Linked DNA regions of Gossypium hirsutum: region 2 is linked to region 1. The links are chromatin contacts, called in public Hi-C maps. All regions are on one chromosome and are shown on one strand. Each heading gives the region's core, a stretch centred on a gene start, on an enhancer-like site or on the middle of the called end of the contact. The rest is flanking DNA. Distances are from core to core; before and after follow the strand shown.

Region 1 (3,136 bases), core at 337-2,836:
AAAAAGTATTAATATTAAGGAATGAGTATGCTGTCTACACATAAATATGAGTGATTAAATTGAATATAAATAAAGGTATAATGACTATGTATGATTAAATGAAAGTAATGTAAAGAACCATGGAAAAGTAGAGAAATTTACTAAAAATAGTTTTAGACAGCAGTAGAGACTCTATTTTGAAAATTCACCAAAAAGAATAGGAAATGATTTAGAGGGTGAATCAAATATGAAACTAAAGCTTATTGAGTCTAGTTTTGCATGGAAGAAACAATGTAAGAAATGAAATTTTATATTTTGAGATATATTATTTGTTGTGGGATAAGGTCAGAATGGATTCGAGTCCTCGTATTATGAGTTTGGAAAATCATAAAAAATTTTAAATATATTATTAGGGGATTAAATTTATATGTTTAAATTATTAATGATTCTATTTTCAAGAGAATAAAATAGAAACATTATCTAAACCCCGTACTAAGAGATAATTAATTTTTAGTAAAGAAAGGTCGAAGCTGTCAAGTAGCAGAATAGGGGCAAATTTGAAGAATTTAATTTACTGGTTGGATAAAGTAAAAATTCTGAAATTTTTATGGTAAAAATATATTTGAGTCTAGTTTCAAAAACATCAAGCGAATCTTAATTTCGAAATCTTTAGCTCAAGATATAAATAATTTAGTGACTATGACACAAGTGGACAACTTTGATATGAACACATAAGTAAATAGTTGAATTATAGTTAATGTTACGTATAAACATGTCATGCTAAAAACTAAATATCCTAATATATATACATAAAGGATGAGGAGGAAAAAATAGTAGATGAATTTAAAATGTTACAAAATGGTTATAAGTGATGGAATGATTAATACATGTGAGAATGTTTAAATGAATTGATAAAATAATAAATGAATAATTGTTAATTGATTTGATTTTGGAATATTGGCTAAAATTTTATGAATAATTAAATTAATTGGAACAATTTAGAAATAAATATGAAATATACATAAAATGAGTAAACTACTTTAAAAGTGCAAGTCCTCCAATGGACTTATTTGTAAAACTTTAATAATTGTGTTATTTTTATAAATTTTGTTATATTTGATTGAATATCATATATGTTTTAATGAGATCCTTTAACTCATAAATAGTTATTTCATAAATTCAATTGTTACTAAAATGAGTAAAACGGTCTTCAATAATCAAATAATAAGATAAATCAATCTGAAATTTCTATAATTACTTTGACAAAGAATATGATATTTTGATACCTTAACCTAACAATCGGATCGAATATTGAGGTATTACATTCTAAACAGACAAACTCTTAAAATAATTCTTTATCTTAAATCATCACCAATGGTAATAAAGAAACAGTAACAATTTTAAGTTCTAGATTTTAATGAGTTCTTTGAGAATTATTTTAATTTAAGTTAGATGTATTTTGCTTCTTAATCTAGTTATTCATTGTATTGATTAATTGCAATTATATCTATTTCAACAGTGTGAATGCAATTATAATTTTTTTAAAAATAAACTCTTAGCTTAAGTTATTAGAAAAATCAAACAAGGATTGCCCAAATTTAAATTAAATATGATTTTATTTTAGAGTCTAATTTAATGATATATATAATATAAATTATTGATTTAATTCGATTTACAAAATTATATATATTTAACATCTAATTTTTTAAATATAAATAAAAAATAGTTTAAAAATATTATATTAATTAAGTTTAATAACTTATTTTAATGGTCATATTTTCCATGAAATTTTAATAATCATATTTAATATATTTTAAATATAAATATAAAAATATAAAAAAATAAATTAATTTAAAAAATAAAAAAATTTATATCAATAATCGGCATGAAAGCATAATAATTAGTATTGCCTGATACAGCTGATTCTATCAATACCAAAATCGAAGAAAGTATATTACTAGTAATTTTGTTAGGAGTACAACTACAATATAAAAAATTATTACATTCGAATCACTAATATAAAATTTTCTAAACTAGAATAATTTTATACAAAAACGATGAAATTTAAATTAAAATAAATATGGATAGAATTTTACGAAAAACAAAAATCAATCTTAGACACTTACGAATTTTAAGCCTCAACCTTTGTTAATTATTCCAATACTTAATTCTGTGATATGTAGAACGTAAATTCTCCTTCCTCCCTATAGTCTGCTACCCTAGCACGTCTCTGTCTGCTTTCTCTGGCAGAATTTAGGTTTTTTTGTTCTTTCAGTCTTTGTTCAAATCAAACGGCATGATTTGCTTTTTGATTCTCTGATTAGTATTTTGGTATACTCATTCGTAATTGGTAGGAAATTGTTAGGAAAATATGGAGGTAGAATTTGCTGGATTAACAATTAATGAGGAGGAAGATGAGATCTTGCAACTTCAAGTTGAGCAAACTGCAGAAAGGATGATGGGAGTATCTACGTTAGTGGGTTGTTTTTTGACAGCTAGTACAATCCACTTTAAGCAATGAAAAATACCATGGGCAATCTGTGGCATCCGGTAAGGGGTGTTCAAATTCGAGATTTAGGAGAAAAAAAGGTATTTGTTTCAGTTTTTTCATGTTATGGATATGGAAAGGGTGTTAAAGGGTTCTCCTTGGACTTTCAATAATCATTTATTGTTATTATATCAATTGCAGTGGGGAGAAGATCCCCTAAAAGTCCCTCTTATTTATTCTCCCTTTTGGGTTCAAATTAATAATATCCCTATTGGCTTCTATTCTGAGAACCTGGCAGCACAAATTCGAAACTTTATAGGGGTCTTCATGGAGTATGATGGCTCTAGTTTGGGGAAGGAGAACCGTAACTATATGCGTATAAGAGTCCAAGTTGACATTCGGCGTTCTTTGAAAAGAAAGAAGAGGCTTATGTTTAATGGACAATGCTTATATGTTCATTTTAGGTATGAACGTTTATCACTTTTTTGCTTTTTTTTTGCGGTAAATTAGGACATAGTGATTCTTTCTGTGAAGCAAAAATGTCGTTGGGAGTGGAAATTGCTGAGATAGGATGGGATTTATCTTTAAGAGCTCAATCTCAAAGAGCTTTGGCTATGAAAAGTGTATGGCTCCGTGAGGAAGGAGAAGGGGATTGGGGAAGAAATCGTG
Region 2 (3,130 bases), core at 124-2,623, 140 kb before region 1:
AATACTTACATCTTGCTCATTAATTCCAAATACATCATAATTCCTTTTCCATATGGGATTTGTCAAAAGCTCATAAGCATACCGAATCTGCAACAAGATGATAAACACCATATACTCATGGAATTACTATATAATTTGACCTCAGCATCTTCAATAATGGCCTACGATGTTCATTTAGCTAAGGCTAAATGTGACTTCATCTAATCATGGAGGAGCAATGTTAAAACTACATGCGATTGTTGCTTTTTCTGCTTGCTTTCTGTGTCTTAGAAAAAGTTACTTAAAAACAAATGGTTGAAAATAAATCATAGTTGATGGTAATTGATTAAAATTTACCAAATGGCAAAGAAGCTACATTAATTCTAGCATAATGGTTGTAAACCGATGGAGTACATCCTCTAAATTCTTCAGAAATATTAGTATTTACTCATGTATGATATGCAATTTTTTTTCTTTTGTACTTCCGCAAGCAAAATGCAAGTAGTGAGGCAGCAAAGAAAGTAACGTAACTATTAATAATTCAAAATGCTAGGAGCAATAAATTGCTAAAAAACAGAATTAACTTCTTCTTATTCTTTTTTTTTTTTTGCAGAAACAAAGAAAACAAATAAGTAAATAAAATTGAAGAAAGAAGTTTAACTAACCGACCTTGATAAATTCAGTGGTAGTAGGAATTTCCAGTCCTGAATTCCTGAAACAATACGATTGAAGACATGCGAACAAGAAATGGTAAAGTCCGAAAACCAACAAATTAATCAAAGCCTGGCAATTCGTATATCCGTGTGATATTCATATATTTTGAAACGTCATAATATATTATATTTCATATTTATTTATTTTGAGATAATCAATATGTTAACCTCTTCAATCTTTTCTTTCAATCTAAAAAAAGATTGTAAAAATTTAAGTAGAAAGAAATTGAAGAATTACCATTTGGATTCAAGATTCTCGTACGCCTCTTTCACTTCTTCCATTGAACAATATGTCTTTAATCCCAAAACTACCACTCATTTAATAAGTTAAAAATCACTATACTTCTTAAACCAAAAAATTCCAGCAACAAAGTCCAATATACTGATAAAAATACGAATATATATACACAGTTGGGACTCACCATCGTAATGAGAAGGGGGAAAGGCACGAGGGAGAAGAACGAGCTGATATAACATGGAAAGAGAGAATAGAACCGCAGGCACCGCATAGGCTTTGATTTTCGTCGCAGAATCTCCGGCCATCGCTCGATTTCGCCGATGATTCCTCTGGTTTCTTCAGAGAGAGACTGAGAGATCACTGCCGAGCAAGCGAGTTTTGAATGTTTGAAGTGCCAAAGCGACAAAGGAAAAAAGTGAAGTACAAAAAGCAAATTCTTTTAGTCGTCGATTACAATTATGTAAACTGCAGTATCTAAGCGGCACGTGAAATTAAACGCGTGGCGTAAGATCATTGGCTAGGATAAAGATTCTGATTAAAGCAGATTTCTTATACATTAAACCAAAATAAGTGAACTCTGGTTGGCTCTAATGCAATAGAATTACGAAAGAATAGAGTTATAATTAGTAATTTAGTTGTTTGATTGAATGAAATGGAATAAAATTATAATGATATTTTTATATTTGATTCAATGAAATGATATTGTAATAATATAAGAAAATAGGCAAAAATAACTAGAGTACCTTTAATAGATTTTTTTAAGTACATAATTATCGTTATTAAATTTTATTAAGATTATAATTAAAATAATAAATAATTTAATCATGTTTTAATATAATTATTACTAAATATAATTAAATAAAAATAAAATTATATAATTTAATAACATTCTTAATATAATTTTTAGTAAAATTTTACCTAAAATATGAATTAATACATATTATAACCCTTAAACTAGATAAATTATTATTTATTTATTTTATTGATACATATTTTGCATATCTAAATTAATTATATTTACAAATAAAATAAGAATATTATGGTAAAAATTAATATCAAGAGATATTTTTATAAATTATATTTCAAATATTAATTTGTTGAAAATTTCTTTTGGGTATTTTGTATATGGTACTATATAAAAATTCATGTATTTATATTTAAAAAAATTATTTTTAAAATTGATTTAACACCCACCTAATTATAAAAAATTTAATCTTTTTTTTATTGTCCCTCTCTCTCATCTTCTTCATCTAATCTTTTCTCTTCTCATCTTCTTCATCATCACTCTTAACCACTCATCTTCTTCATCTAATCTTTTCTCTTAACATGAAATGGAATCAATTACTGACAGTCCACCACCGGTGGCGCCATTGTCCACTATTTCACTTGCTCCAAAAGCCACTAATTTAAGCTTATTCTTTTTTTATCTTCTTGCTTTTTCCCTTTATTTATCTGTTATATGTAAGAAAAATGAGTAAGAAAGCTTCCCTCTCCAAATCACATTTTATAGATCTATTATTAAAAAATGGGTTTTAGTTTTAGTTTTTCTGTTATCTTCTAGAAATTGATTGAGAGTTGAAACTATTGAGAAATAAATCTTTATTCTTTCTTGTTATATTCTAGAAATTGATGGAGAGTAGAAGAGAATTTTACAGATCTATTATTAAGAAACGAGTTTTAGTTTTAATTTTTTTTATCTTCTGGAAATTGGTCAAGAGTTGAAAGTGTTGAGAAAAGAATTTTTATTCTTTCTTATTATGTTCTAGAAATTGATGGAGAGTAGAAGAGAATGAGGAGTAAGATTAAAGTAAAAGCAAGATGGAAACAGAAATGAGTTCTGCAATTTATTTTTGAAGCTTTTGAAAATGTCTGAAAGTGGGTTTGAAAAAATATACTAGGTAAAATTGACTAAAACAAAAATTTTCTATTCCGTGTTGACGTTGAATAGCTATTCTTAATGAATAGAGAAGGAATGGATTCCACTGAATAACTCATTCAATGAACCAAACTATTGAATTACAGTTCTCCATTGAATCTGACGTGAATGGAATGGCTATTCATGCCAACCAAACATGCTGTTAAATCTTGGAGAATGATTGGTTTTCAAGGGTAAACTATATAATTAGTGAATTAATTATTAGTGTGTTTTTATTTTTGTTATTAGTTTTCACTTTCATTACTGACATTTTTCATTCCATTG

What was found. Hi-C and Micro-C count contacts between places; a contact is called where the count stands out from the background.
Region 2: a Hi-C map of leaf shows a contact between it and region 1, with 3 times the contacts expected there. The contact joins the promoter of LOC107948596 here to the promoter of LOC121203592 in region 1. A contact is called at or near these places in 18 of 34 Hi-C or Micro-C datasets (anther, callus, fibers and 4 more).

Annotation. Positions count from the first base shown.
Region 1 is chrA03:18,485,412-18,488,547 of Gossypium_hirsutum_v2.1, reverse strand. LOC121203592 (transcription factor MYB34) reads right to left here and starts at 1,586. Exons shown (of 3, transcript XM_041096780.1): 1 at 1-1,586. It overlaps LOC121219118 (a long non-coding RNA gene), which reads right to left. Exons shown (of 3, transcript XR_005915840.1): 3 at 1,920-3,136.
Region 2 is chrA03:18,626,502-18,629,631 of Gossypium_hirsutum_v2.1, reverse strand. It overlaps LOC107948596, which reads right to left and starts at 1,373. Exons shown (of 20, transcript XM_016883210.2): 1 at 1,115-1,373; 2 at 931-1,000; 3 at 649-691; 4 at 10-87. The coding sequence starts at 1,235.